2 separate regions of the Rattus norvegicus genome follow, and region 1 is linked to region 2. A link is a contact called in public Hi-C data. All regions are on one chromosome and are shown on one strand. Each heading gives the region's core, a stretch centred on a gene start, on an enhancer-like site or on the middle of the called end of the contact. The rest is flanking DNA. Distances are from core to core; before and after follow the strand shown. Region 1 has its middle 8.4 kb from the start of Ttpal. Region 2 holds the start of Fitm2 (fat storage-inducing transmembrane protein 2).

What was found. Hi-C and Micro-C count contacts between places; a contact is called where the count stands out from the background.
Region 1: a contact with region 2 is called in a Hi-C map of hepatocytes, with 4 times the contacts expected there. The contact joins the enhancer-like site here to the promoter of Fitm2 in region 2. A contact is called at or near these places in 8 of 12 Hi-C or Micro-C datasets (the Rat2 cell line, Schwann cells, frontal cortex and 4 more).

The regions. Positions count from the first base shown.
Region 1 is chr3:172,685,657-172,692,926 of GRCr8, reverse strand. It overlaps the pseudogene Atp5mc2-ps4. Among named protein-coding and RNA genes, the nearest start is that of Ttpal, 8.4 kb to the left of the region's middle. Within about 2 kb of position 2,331, at least 10 of the 93 cell types and tissues checked have an H3K27ac peak or open chromatin away from gene starts, as enhancers often do. A contact at or near this core is called in hepatocytes and liver, where this site is marked.
Region 2 is chr3:172,564,099-172,571,261 of GRCr8, reverse strand. Fitm2 (fat storage-inducing transmembrane protein 2) reads left to right here and starts at 3,971. Exons shown (of 2, transcript NM_001107799.1): 1 at 3,971-4,272; 2 at 6,322-7,163. The coding sequence starts at 4,100. The coding sequence ends at 6,937. It overlaps LOC103691964 (a long non-coding RNA gene), which reads right to left and starts at 3,998. Exons shown (of 3, transcript XR_591849.4): 1 at 3,513-3,998; 2 at 2,718-3,081; 3 at 790-1,455.

The DNA.
Region 1 (7,270 bases), core at 1,082-3,581, 120 kb before region 2:
CTCCTTCAGTCCTTTCTCTAACTCCTCCAGTGGGGACCTTGTTCTCAGTTCAACTGTTGGCTGGGAGCATCCACCTCTGTGAGGTGGATGTGTGGCACTCACTAAATATGAGTCCCCTGTAACTCACCAGAAACACTTAGCTCTATGATTGTGGCAATATTACCAGCATGGTTAGAAATACTTGGTGCGCCCTCTTTGTCCTCTCTACCCTGGGAGCCGCTCTCCTGCCTCGGCCCCTCACCCCTGAAAATGTATGCCTGCTCCATATTCCTCTCTACCCGCTCCCTCTCAGCTACTGAGTCATCTGTCCGCTGTGTGCAGTGGAGTTGAAGCGAGCACAGTCACCATCAGATGAGGGCCTCAGCAGCTTGGTGATCCAGCGGCCTCTGGCCTCACTAATCCCTAGCCGCAGCTTCCGGATGCTCCACATTTCAAGGGACATCAACGCAGCTGCCAAGTTCATTGGCGCTGGGGTTGCTACGGCTGGGGTGGCTGCCTCTGGGGCAGGAATTGGGACTGGTTTGGGGGGAGTCTCATCATTGGCTATGCCAGGAACCCTTCTCTGAAGCAACAATGCTTCTCCTACGCGATTCTGGGCTATGGCGTCTCAGAGGCGATGAGGCTCTTTTGCCTAATGGTGGTGGGTGGCCTTCCTCATCCTCCTTGCCACGTGGAGCCGCTGTCTCCACTTCCACCTCTCATAGTTCTTTCATGTCCGTCTGCCCTGTACATTCGTTTTTCTGTGCCTCCCCAGGGAGCCCAAGGAAAGTGTTTGCCTCAGGGTTTGACAGAGAGAAGACAAATAAATACTTTATTGATAAGAGGAAAAAAAAGAAAGAGAGAGAGAGAGAGAGAGAGAGAGAGAGAGAGGGAAAGAAAGAAAGAAAGGAAGAAGGAAAGAAAGGAAGAAAGAAAGAAATGCTTGGTGCTGACCAGGGCTTACTGTCTGCCCGGCATGGACCCCAGATCGTCTAAGATAGTGGGCCCCACAATGCTGGTGCATTTATGCTTCCAGTTTTACAAGGCTCAAAGAAATTACCTGTGGCCACAAGGGGCTGCTAAAGTATTTTGGGTTTTCTGTTTTTGTTTTTGGCTACTTTTAAATTTACATCTATTATTCATTCACTCATTCATTGTGTTTCTTTGTGATATTCGTGTTTGTGATCTGTGTGTTCAAGCGGCATGTGGCACATATGTAGAGGTCAAAGGTCAACTTTTTAGCAAATTGGGTTATTGTTTCCCTCTCTCTCTCTCTCTCTCTCTACCTTGTGAGTCCTGAGGATCAAACTCAGGCCACCAGACTTGGCTGCAAGCTCCTCCACCAGCTGAGTGGCTAAACTGTGTCATCAACTTTGCAAATGTCTCCCCTCCCCCAGCATCTGCTAACTGAGGTCCTGGGGAGAAGTGGGGCCCCCTTTATTAGTTTGATTGTTTTGGGGGGCTGCAGATCCAACCTACGACCGTGTCCACACCACTTTATGTCTGGCATTCGGTGCTGTTTGCGACAGTAACTTCCCTTACTGGGCGCCTGCCCGAATGGGTGTCGTGAGTTCTCAGGGAGGGAACCAGGCTGGGACTCTGAGAGGTAGAGGAAACTGTCCGACTTACAAAACAGGTAAATGGCTGTGAGGGGGTTGGGCGCTGGAGTTGTGGGGCGGGGAGGGCCCTGTCTAATTCTTGGGATTCTAAAGAACAAAGCATTCCATGCCCCTCAACAACTTCACTTGCTGGGTCTGACCCACTCTGAGGTCAATAGTTGCCCAATTAGTGGTTTGGAGACCCGGCTTGGCTGGAAAAGTGTCCAGACCTGGTCTGGGGGAAGTCAGAGGCTTGGCAAGCACAAAACAGATGTCTGACTTCAACCGGAGGGTCATGTGAAGCCTGTGACCCCCTGGCCTGGCATGCCTCAAGTGCCAGAGTCTTCTGTTTCTCTGCGTGCTACTTTCTGCTCAAGAGCCCGGGACCAGGCCCTAGAAGAGCAAATCCAGGTCTTTGAATGGGGCTCAGCCCGGTGGATTTCCCAGAAGAGGTCAGAGCCAGCTGCGCTTTTGTGGTCACACATTGATCTCCCTGAGTCAGCACGGCTACTTGGAGGGACAGGATGTCCTGTCTGTTCCCAGGGGCTTTGGACCCCAGCCAGACTGAATACTTTCCAAAACATGGCCTGAAACGGTGACGGGGCAGGGATAGGAGAGACCCCACCTCTCCCCCATTAATGTCAGCCTAGGAGCTCACCTCTCCTTCCATTATTTGAGTACGTGGCCTGGACCTAGTACTGTGCTGGCACTGGGCTGGGTTCTCTGGACTCTACTAACCCCACAGAGGCCCTGTGGAACAGCCTCAGATCTTCTGAATTCCAGGTGGCAGCTGCGCAAACAGACCCAGAGGCGAGTCCATGATCTTGGCACTCAGAAGGCTGAGGCAGGAGGACCTCAAATTTAAGATCAGCCTGAGCTATATACAGTGAGTTCGAGGCCAGCTTGGGGTTACACCGTGACAGCAAAATCCTGTTGAAATAAGGGAAGAGAAAGGAAAAGGAGGGGGAAGGGAAGAAAACAGAGAGGTCAAGTGATTTGTAAATGGTCACACAGAGAAGGAATTGCAGGTCCTCACTGGGTGTCCTAGTGTGTCGGATTTGATGATGCTCTGTAAATTTACTGGGTCACACACACACACACACACACAGCATCACAACAAGACCAGTGGAGAAATATCACTCCCTCCTGAAGAAACATGAAGAGCGAGGCTCGGGAAGCCGGAAGTGAGGGTGCAAAGTTGGAGAATGCTCCCCTGGGGTAGCCAGCAGTCATTTTTCATGGGTAAAGTTCCAAACTCCCCCCTGCTAGGATCTGATCAAGAACAACAGAAGCTCCTCCCCGTCCTAGATTCCAGAGTTTACTCACAGGTTTCCTGGGGTGGGAGGAGGGAGGGGAGGGTACAGCAGCCATCTCCTGGGGAGGACTGAAGAAGGGAGGTGCTATTTGGAAAGCTCAAGTATGGGAGCTTGACACAGGGATGGCTAGGGCTGAGAGGAATGGGCTGCCTGGTGTTGGAGAGACCTGCAGTTGTCAAGGTCAGCCCACACTCAGGGACAGTGTGCTTGAAGGTTTCCCACATGCCAGTGTGGGCAGAGACCGCCTACAAGAAGGACTCTGCTTGGCTCCTGTGACCAAAAGATTCCTGGAGGGAGGGAGAAGGTAGACAGCAAGACACAGGGATCGGATCTGGATTCCTAAGGGGACCCTCACTATGCATACCCTGAAAGAAAACTGTATCCCCCAAGGTCAAAAGCAAGAGAGGCCTGTGTGTACAGTCATGTCTGTGTGTACAGCTAAGTCGGAAGCCTTAATGTCTGCCGGGTCTAGGGAGTTGGAAGGCAGCCAGGCTGGGGCGGCTCGTGGTACCCTTCTTACCTCCACAGCATCCCTGGCCCAGAGGAAGGGATAAGAGACATCTGTGCCTCGCCCGCTCCCCAGCAAGCATGGATGGACTGTGGAAGAGGCTTACACCTGAAGCAGGTTGGGAGTTTGTATTGGCAATTTAGCTGGACGTTCTAACCAGAGATTATGGAGTCTCCCTAAGCAGAAGAGCTATCAGGGTGAGTCTCATCCCAGAGATGGGAAAACAATTTCTCTACAGAATACATTTTTGTTTTTGTTTGTTTGTTTGTTTGTTTCTTTTTGGAGACAGGGTTTCTTTGTGTAGCCCTGGCTGTCCTGGAACTCCCTCTGTAGACCAGGCTGGCTTCGAACTCACAGAAATCCTCTGCCTCCTGAGCGCTAGGACCAAAGGCATATGCTACCACTGCCGAACTTCAGAATATATATTCTTTAAGAGGGATTTTTGGAGTGGACTGGGAAGAACGCCTCCATTGGCTAAGTACTCACTATGCAGATGGGAAGACCTGAGTTTACATCTTCAGCACCTAACATAAGAGAAAACAGAGCAACGACGAAACGAAACAACAAAAAGTGAAAGCCGGCAAGACAGCTCAGCAGTTAAGAACACGTGTTGCTCTTGCAGAAGATCCAGGTTCCAGCCCCACCATCCATGTGGAGGCTTGCAACTGTCTGTAACTGCAGCTCCAGGGAGTCTGATGTCCTCTCAGGGCCTTCACCGGCACAGTGCACGTGGGGTGCACAGACACTCACGCAAGCAAAACACCGATACAATAAACAAACAAAAGGCGGGGGAGGTGGTGTGCAGCTGTAATTCTGTGTAGGGGAGGCAGAGGCAGGCAGGTCCCAAGGGCTTGCTGACCAGCCAATCTAGCTGAATTAGCAAGCGCCTGGCTTAGCGAGAGAAAAACGCCCGTGAAGGATGATGGCAGGAGACACGATACTTTCTTCCAGTCTCTACACGCGGTATTCATGTACACATGCATGCATGTGCGTGCGCACACACATTTTCTAGAAATTAAAAAAAAATACAGAACTGCCTTGCTAGTGTCAGAGCAAGGTGGGGTTTTTCAATGGGCTGCTCTGACTGAGTGGACACCTTCCTGTCCCTTCCCTTCTCTAGTGGGGGTCTCACTGTGTAACTCCAGGCTGGTCACCTTCAGAGTCTGTCACTGGACGCTTGCCTACTTAGAAGACTTTCCCTGTGTCCTCCTCTGCATTGTTCCCCAAGTGTACCTAGGAGGTCTACACTTGAACCTGAGGGACCTGGGTCAGAATCCCAGCTCTAATCTTGGAGCTTCACGTCTGCCATCTAATTAATAATAACCGACAACTCCCCAGGACTGTCTCAAGGATCGAATGGGAACGAGTTCACATTAAACCATCAGCACTGGCCGTGATCAGCCTTCCCAGCTGTGCTTGCCAACTGCTCAAGTCTCACAGCCTTTGAATCAAGTACTTTCTACCCCGGGCTCTGTTAACTACGTAGGTGATGCCCAAAGTTCACGGTAGTAGGGGAAAGGAGAAGATGATAAAATATGGTGCGTTCCACAGGTCAACAGGTCATCTGAAACACCAAGGAAAGGCGGACACGGACGTCTCCCAGTGGTTGCCAAGAGCCAACTGTAGTTAGTACCCTATGGTTTGGTTTGGCTTTGGTTTTGAGACATGGTCTTATTATGGAACCCAGACTGACCTTGAACTGTTAAACCTCCTGCCTCGGCTCCCCAAATGCCAGACTTGCAGATGTGAGCCACTGGGCTGATTATTAAGGTGAAAGCATTTTGAAGACCAGGGAATGTCACCTTGACACTAAGTGGTGGCAGTGCCCAAAAAGCCAGATCACGTTTGCATCTGAATCCAGAGCGGGTCGAGTGCGTCCCAGCTGAGTTTTCTCTGGCACCTTCAGGGAGAGTACCAAGGCTGGGGCTGGACTTGGGACCCGTCCGGTTAGTGCAGGTCTGATTTTTTTTTTTAATGTAGCGTTGCGACAGATGAAAAGCAAAGAGTTGCCCTTTGGAGTCAACATCTCGAGCTTGTAGATTGTTGTAGTCATTATGGAAATCAGTATGCAGGTTCCTCAAAATACTAAAAATAGATCTCCCACATGATCCAGCTGCAGTACGGAGATAGCTATCCCAAGGTGACTATGCCAGCATTCCAGAAAAGCTATACAGGTTTACTGATGCCTGGTGCATGATAGCCAAGACACGGAACTAGCCTGGGCACTCAGCAACAGATGAATGGATAAAGAAAATGTGGCAGAAATACACCATGGAATTGTATTCTGTGTCAAGAACATGGAGAAGATGGCCTCGACCTTCTGGTCAACCTCTTGAATTCTGGAGTCACAGGCATGAGCCACTGTGTCCATGGAGCTCCAGCCTCTGCCCTGGGTTCCTCCACGGCCCAAACTCGGCGTAGTGGTCCGTGCTTGTGGTCCTTGCACAAGGGAAGTTGGAGAAGGCCAGGGCCATCCTCAGCTCCATGTCCGGTTCAAGGACAGACTGGGCTATGGAAACTTTGTCTCAAAGAAACAAATAAAAATAACAAAAAAAAATGTTCCCCCCACAAAAGGATAAAATTATATCATTTGTAGAAAAATAGACAGAACTGGAGACCCTCACATTAAGTGAAAAGTCTTGGAAAGACAAATAGCTTATGCTTTTTAAAATGTGGGATATGTATTTAAATATAATACACAGCACATAATTAGCATGCTATATAATGTGCACGGGACTTGAAGGAAGAGAGAAGGATGAATGAGAGGTTCTGGAGAGATGGCTTAGTAGCTAAGAGCACTGGCTCTCAGCACCTACATGGCAACTCACTGCCATCTATAAGTCCTGTTCTAGGGGTTCTGATAGCCTCTTTTGAACTCTGTAGGCTCAAGGCACACATGTGGTACACAGACATATGTGCAGGCAAAACACCCATAAATAAGAAAGAGAAAAGAAAACATCACTTTTCTTCTCTTCTTTTTAAAAAAGTTTTATTTATTCTATATGAGTGCTCTATCTGCGTGCACATCTGTGTGCTAGAAAAGGGCATCGGATCCCATCGCAGATGGTTGTGAGCCATCATGTGGTTGCTGGGAATTGAACTCAGGACCTCTGGAAGGGCAGCCAGTGCTCTTAACCACTGAGCCATCTCTCTGGCCCCTAAAATCACCTTTTAAAAAATTAAATATAGAGAGTGTAGACTTAACTGCACATATGTGTATGTGCAAACGCATGTATGACATGAAAGTAGGAGAATTATCGGGGTGGGGTGAAAGGAGATGAGGGAGTGAGGAGGAGGGAGAAGAGCAGCGGGGGGCTCAGTCAAAGTACAGAGTATATGTATATTATATAACATATGCGATATATACTATATTATATAATACAATATATTATATATATTAAAAATCACAATGAAATTCACCAATTTATGCACAAACTACATGTATTTTAAGAGAACGACTAAGCTTGGGTGAAAAGGTAACTTTTGTAGTCCCCGGAGTGTTATGACAAAATGTGACCACTTGGGGGCACTCCAGCCAATCTTCAACGGAGAGATGCTACCACGTTTGATAAGAAAAAATATGGAGGGGCCAGGAGGATGGCTCAGTAGGTCAGGGCACTTGCCACTCAAGCCTGAGGACTTGGATTTGGTCCCTGGAACACACAAGGCACGAGGATAGAACTGAAAGCTGTCTTTGACCTCCATTCCCAAGTTGTGGCAAATGCACCACCCACATAATTATATTTAAAAAAAAAAAAACAAAACAACTAAACAAAACAAAAAAAAAACCACTAAACGAAAACCACTGTCATTTTCATGACCTGAGCTCTTCCTGTGAAATCCTAAGCTGTGTTCAGAGGGTCATGAGT
Region 2 (7,163 bases), core at 2,722-5,221:
TCTCTCCCTCCCCCTCTTTCTTTTTCTCTCCCTCCCTCCCTCCCTCCTCTTTCTTTCTTTCTTTCTCTCTCTCTCTCTCTCTCTCTCTCTTTCTTTCTTTCTTTCTTTCTTTCTTTCTTTCTTTCTTTCTATATAGGGTCTCCTGTACTCCAGGGTAGCCTTGACCTAACTAGGTGACCAAAGATGACCTTGAATCCCTGATCTTCCTGCTTCTACCTCCAACATACAAGGACTGCCGGCAGGTACATGTTGCCACACTTGGCTATATGGTGCTAGACACGGAACTCAGACACTCTGACAATTGAGACCCATTCCAACTCCTCATTTCTGTTCTGAAGGTCAAGGTATGTATATATATATATATGCAGTTTGAGTTACTGCTGCTTTATAATGTAGTTTGAAATCAGGTGGCATAATAAACTTTCTTCTTTTGGCTCATGCCTGCCTTGGCTATTTTTGCTGTTATTATTCCATAGAAATTTTAGGATTAGGGGGCTAGAGAAATGACTTGGCTGTTAAGAGCATTAATTGTTCTTCCAGAGGACGCGGGTTTGATCCCCAGCACCCACATACCATGTGTAACTCTAGTTCCAGGGGATGTGATGACCTCTTGTGGCCACTGGTGGTACCAAGCATACACGTGATGTGCACAGTGGCAACACATACATAGGAAATTTTAGGATTATGTTTTCAACTTCTCTGAAACATGACATTAAAGTTCTGATAGGAATTGTCTTGCATCTTTAGGTTGCTTTAAATAATGTGCACATTTCTAAAAAATTTTTTTTAAAGATTTATTTATTATTTATAACTACACTGTAGCTGTCTTCAGGCACACCAGAAGAGGGCATCAGATCTCATTACAGGTGGTTGTGAGCTACCATGTGGTTGCTGGGATTTGAACTCAAGACCTCTGGAAGAGCAATCAGTGCTCTTAACCACTGAGCCATCTCTCCAACCCCCAATAATGTGCACATTTCAACAACATTAATTCTTCCCATGTGTGAAGAGGGGGCATCTTCCCATTTATTTTCCACAAACAATGCTTCTAAATGAATATTTATATAAAAGACAAATGAAGGCTGAAAATCAACAGTAGGGTGGTACTACTGGGGTCCCTGGTGGAACTGGGTACTTGTTTCCCCCCATCCCCCACCTTGTGTGATACAGATGCCAGAGGTCAGTGAGTTAATGTTAGATGTCTTCCTCAGCTATTCTATACCTTACTTTTTGAGGCAGGGTTTCTTGCTGATCTTGGAGATCTCACTGATTTTGCTAGGATCACTGCTAGCAAACCTCAGGGATCCTCCTGTCTCGGTGTCCCCGGTGCTGGAATTACATAGGCACACCACTGCGCGTGACTGTTTCTGTGGGTGCTGGTGGTCTACTTGGAAGTCCTCTCGCTTGCATGGTGAGCCGTCTCTCCATCACCTGCTTGTAGTCTTCTATCCCCCTCTGGTGGGAAAGGCAAGGGCATTGCAGGTCAATGTCTTAACATTTCAAATTCAATGCTTCGCATGACTATTATAAAATAAACAGTGAGTCAGGGCAAGCTTTTGTTTGCTTGCTTGTTTGTTTTTTTGGAACTAGTTATTGAACATAGGACCTCAAAGCCCTGGAACTCTTCATATGGACCAACCAGCCTGCCCTCAAATTTGCAAGGTTCCCCCCTGTTGTGTTTTATAAAAATAGAGAGAGAGAAAGAATATATTTGGTGGAGGTGAGGTAAGGTGTGGGGGAAGGGGGTGCCTCTGTGGGTCCAAACTGAGGCATCCCTTTCCCCTGAGGGACCAGACATATGATGGTATAGTATAGAATAGAGTTTATTCAGGGCATGGAGAGGGGAGTTGAGGGAGTAGAGACAGAGAAAGGCAGAAAAAGAGAGTACAGGAGTAGAGGCCAGCCTTGAGCATGTGGTGGGAGAACAGGGAAGGGAATGGGGAGAGAGGGGGAGCAGAGCAAGAGCAAGAGAACAAGAGAGGGAGGAGGGGGCAAGCAGCCCCTTTTGTAATGAGTCAGGCACACCTGGCTGTTGCCAGGTAACTGTGGGGAGGAGCCTAGATTAAATGCCAACACCTCCTACCTCCTTCCAAGTACTGAGATTATAGGTGAGGCACACCAGGTTGTTTTAAAAGTTAAATTGAGTTGCGTAATTGAGTATAAAAATCACAGCCTCTCACAATTGGTAGAGGCGTGCTCGATCATGAACTGTCATAAAGTTGTATCTAAAGCTATACATCTATTAGCATAACCGCTTACATGCTGTATCTGTTTCTATGGGCACTCTGTGTGTGTGCAAACAGTGGTTTGCTCATAAATGTTTAATATAATGAGCTCTCCTGAAGAAAATATGTAAGATATACATATATAGATTTATTATAAACTTTCTAAAAATAAAAATATATATAGAGAGAGCAGTGTCTGTGACTTACAGACAATGAAACATACAGCACCTTTTTTGAAGATGAGTGGTCTCCTGGATCTCAGGCTTGCCCTGAACTCACTGTGTGGTTTACTCTGGGGATCATAGTCATGTAGTACCACCACACACGGTTTGTGCAGTGCTAGGCATTGAACCTGGGACTTCATGGATGCTAATCAAGCATCCTACCAACTGAGCTACAGCCCCAGCTCCCACGGTGCTCTTCATCACAAATATAACTCTCCAAAGCTTACGATATTAGCGATTTTACTGGACATTTGTTTCCACGGCCCACCTGTGATTTCAGATCAACCAGGCATTGACAAATGGTGTCACAGCTCCATGAACACAGACGCTGACAGAACGCAGGTCTGATCTGTAGCACACGCCAATTTCCTTCGTGTAAATACTTCTATTGTGGCTGGTTTCAAGCTTCCTGTATGACATCCCAGGAGGGGGAAGAGAGCACAGAGGGGCACCAGGGAGGCACAGTAGACGCAGAGAGGCTCAAGAGCATAGAAAAGCCAGATGCGATGGCACGTGCCTGGAATCCCAGCACCGGAGAGGGAGGCAGAGACAGGAAGACAGCCACGTGTTCAAAACCAGCCCTCTCTATAGAGCGAGTTCCAGGCCAGTCAGGGACATATAATGAGGAGGTCCTGTTTCAAAATAGACAAATGAGAACATAAATAATAATAAAATATAGTGAAATAATTAGACAGTAATGAGATTTTTACCTTGATTTTAACAGTGGCGAAAGTGGCTAAACTCGTGGTTGGGAAGCCCTGATTTTGACACCTGGCTTCATGGACTAGGAGCTGAGCTAAGGGACAAAACACTAGCACCTCATATGAGCTCTACTAACCTCCAGCATCCAAGATTTTTCAGTGAACAACACAGATGTTTCATTCTTACATTTATTTTTTTTTATTTGTTTACCTGTTTTATTTATTTGACGTGTGTGTGTGTGTGTGTGTGTGTGTGTGTGTGTGTGTGTGTGAACAACTTATCGGAGTTGGTTCTTGCCTTTCACAATGTGGATCCCGAGGATTGAACCCAAGTTATTTGGCTTGCCAACAAGTGCCCTTACCTGTCTCAAACACAGGTCGTGCCGGGCGCGGTACTCATGACTTTAATCTCAGTACTCGGGAGGCAAAGTGCAGGGGACCTCTGAGTTCGAGGCCACCCTGGTTATACAGAGTGAGTTCCAAGGCAGCCAGGACTACTCAGAGAAAGCCTGTCTCAAAACAAGTAAATAAGATTTAAATTTAGTAATTAGTTTCCAGTGAAATTTCATCTGAAAAACCCTGTATCTGAACCAATATAAGGAACTCCCAAACTAGCTCTTAAGAACGGTGGGACTCTTGTTTGTATTTTGCAGATAAAGAAAGCGAGAATCCCACAAACGGAGGGAGCAGGTTGCCTAGGCAAGTGCAGCCTGCAAGTGCTTTTAGCACGTAGCTTGGGGGCGATGAGGAGGAAGCCGCGCGGGTGGATGTAGACTTGCACTCTGCAGCGACCCCTTATGGCCACTAGAGGGAGACGCGCCCCTTAGGGGGCGGAGCTTGCGGGAAGCGCGCATGCTCCCAGAGGGATGTGTCGGTACCAGCTCGGGCGAAGGGCAAGACGGTGGCCGAGAAGGCTCCGAGAGGCGGACGGTGGCCGAGAAGGACCGGCATGGAGCACCTGGAGCGCTGTGCGTGGTTTCTCCGCGGGACGCTCGTGAGGGCGGCGGTGCGGCGCCACCTGCCCTGGGTGCTCGTGGCCGCCATGCTGGTGGGCTCGGCCCTCAAGGAGCTGTCCCCGCTGCCCGAAAGCTACCTCAGCAACAAGCGCAACGTCCTCAACGTGTGAGTACATCAGGCTCCGGGCCCCCGCGTCCCAAGAAGCTAGTTGGATGCTGGGGTGGGCGAGTCATTGGGAGGGAGCCCTGTCTTGACAGCCGCGTCCGCGCGCGTGTCGCGACGCTGGGACCTTGGGAAAGCGAGTGACACTCGCATCTAGTATTTGAGCATCCCGATAGGAGGATCGAGTTGCCGGGCGAGTCGGTGACGGGTGGGTTATAAGTGACAGTGGTACAGTACATTGGAGCGGCTATTCCCCCATGCCCAGAGTTAGGCGCTCGCCCCTGTCCTGCTTGGGGAAATGTCACCTTCCTCCTGCCGGCTAGTCGGACACCCCTCTCCTAGGCACTCTGGCAAAAATCCCATCGTTGTCTTAGAGACCACCTCTATACCCACCCACCACGCTGGGAGCTTTTGCCCTCCCGGCCCTATGTTGGTAGAAGCGTGAAACCTTTCGAGCTGGTGACCTTTCTCCTGGATCTCATTGGACTTTCTCAGTACTCTAAAGTGCATGGCAGTTACCCAGGAAAATAACCCCAGCCGACCTCTTTGGGACGTCTCTCTAACTCCATTTATTTCTTTCCTAGTCCTTTAAAAACACTTATATCGCAAGTTTATTGCACAACACTCGGTTGGAGCAATACAGGGAGTTTGAAAAATGAAATTGCTCCTTCAATGCGAACTTAATGCTTCAGATTGGTGTGTCTCCAGCATGGGTAGACTCTGCCTCTCTCTTGTCAATCTACTTCAAACCCTGTTTTCTCTTTGGGGCAGCTGGGTCAGGTTTCTGGCAGACCTTGGCTCTAACAAGGCTTTCCTTCTCAAGTCTGTGAAGGTTTTAGTGATGGGCTCTTTGGGGGGGGGGGGTGTCTGAGAAACTACTGGAACCTAGGGAAGAGGCCCATCTTCGTCCTGGTCTAAGAATAGAGAGCAAGGGTGGTAGTTGTCCCAGGTCTCTTTTATGTGTGCTTTCTGCTCAGATCTCTAGGTCAGCCACCTTTCATGAGCACAGAGGAAACAGACAAGGCAGATGTTGCTTTATCTGGCCTAATGAACCAGGAGCCCAGCAGCCTGGCACGTCCATCTCTGTTGTTTAGGGGTAGTCATGGATTCTGTTTTGTTCCAAGACATGGTGCTGATTAATGAGAGGGAACTGGCAGTGATCCATTGAATCTGGAAGAGATTTTGAGAACAGCCTGGTGTCCTCAGCTTTCCCAGCTGAGGAAACTGAGGCCTGAAGATACCTTAATAAGTAAGAGTCAGAGTTAGGATTCAAACCCTGGTCTTGTAGCTTAAAGGAAAGCTCTTTCTTACAAGACTTAAGGCTCTGTGGAAAAGAACACCAGTGTGGTAGAAAAGACATGGACTTTGGGGCCTTGTAAAGTGTGGCTCAATCTGTTTGAGGTTGTGTGTGTGGCCTTGGCAAAGTTCAGTTTTCTGAGTCCCCCCGAGCCATCTGTAAAATGGGTCAAATGAAGGCCGGCCACACAACTCAGTTGATAGCATGCACACAGGTTTGAACCCCAACACCACACAGAACTGGGTGTGGGACCTATAAAGGCAGGACTTAAGAGGTAGAGGCAGGAGGGTCCAGAGTTCAAGACTCTCCTCAGCTATGTAGACAGTTTGAGGCAGCCTGGGCTATACTTAGAAAAAAAAATGACCCCTTCCTCCTCAGCTAATCATGAATGTGTGTGAACGCATCTGACATTTAATAGACACTCAGTTATTGCTTTCCTGAGAAAGTAGCCCAACAGGAAAATTTCAGGCCCTAGATTTGAACCCCTGATTACCACTGCGACCTCCACTTTGGCCTGACGGATCCATATAGCTGCGTGGTGTCACCTTTACAGAGTTATGGATTAACTAGTTTCAGTACTTAGGGAATAAAGCACGGGTAAGCATGTATGAAGGAATAAAAGAGAGTATGACTGTTTGGATGGACAGCTTTGATAGATTTTAAATAACTTCCCTTGGGAGATTAGATGCTGAAGCATGAAACATGTTTCCCTTCTGCCAAGTCTCTTCTTCACCTACGCTTTCCTCTTCTGTCAGGTATTTTGTTAAATTGGCCTGGGCCTGGACAGTCTGTCTCCTCCTGCCTTTCATTGCCCTCACCAACTACCACCTGACGGGCAAGACCAGCCTGGTCCTGCGGCGGCTGAGCACCCTCCTCGTGGGCACGGCCATCTGGTATATGTGCACAGCCCTCTTCTCCAACATTGAGCACTACACAGGCAGTTGCTACCAGTCCCCGGCCCTGGAGGGCATCAGACAGGAACACCGGACCAAGCAGCAGTGCCACCGGGAAGGGGGCTTCTGGTACGGCTTTGACATCTCAGGCCACTCCTTCCTACTGACCTTCTGCGCGCTCATGATCGTGGAGGAGATGGCCGTGCTGCACGAGGTGAAGACAGATCGCAGCCACCACCTCCATGTTGCCATCACCACCCTGGTTGTCGCCCTGGGCTTCCTGACCTTCATCTGGGTGTGGATGTTTCTGTGCACGGCCGTCTATTTCCACGACTTGATCCAGAAAGTGTTCGGCACCATGTTTGGCTTGTTGGGCTGGTACGGGACATACGGCTACTGGTATCTGAAGTCTTTCTCTCCCGGGCTTCCTCCCCAGAGCTCCAGTTTGACTTTGAAGCAAGATACTTACAAGAAATGAAAGAGAGGGACATAGGGACAGGAGGACAATGGCTAATAGAATCCTCACCTACTTTGTCCAGTGACTGGCTGAATTATCCATCCCATTCCAGAGAGAGCCTTTTCTAGGTACCTTTGGAGTGGGGGACGTCTGGGGAACAAGTTTAGTCCTCAGACTCTGCTGGTGGTGCCACCATGTTCCCAACAGCGCTATTCCTGTTGGATTCTTCTCATCTCTGGCAAGATGT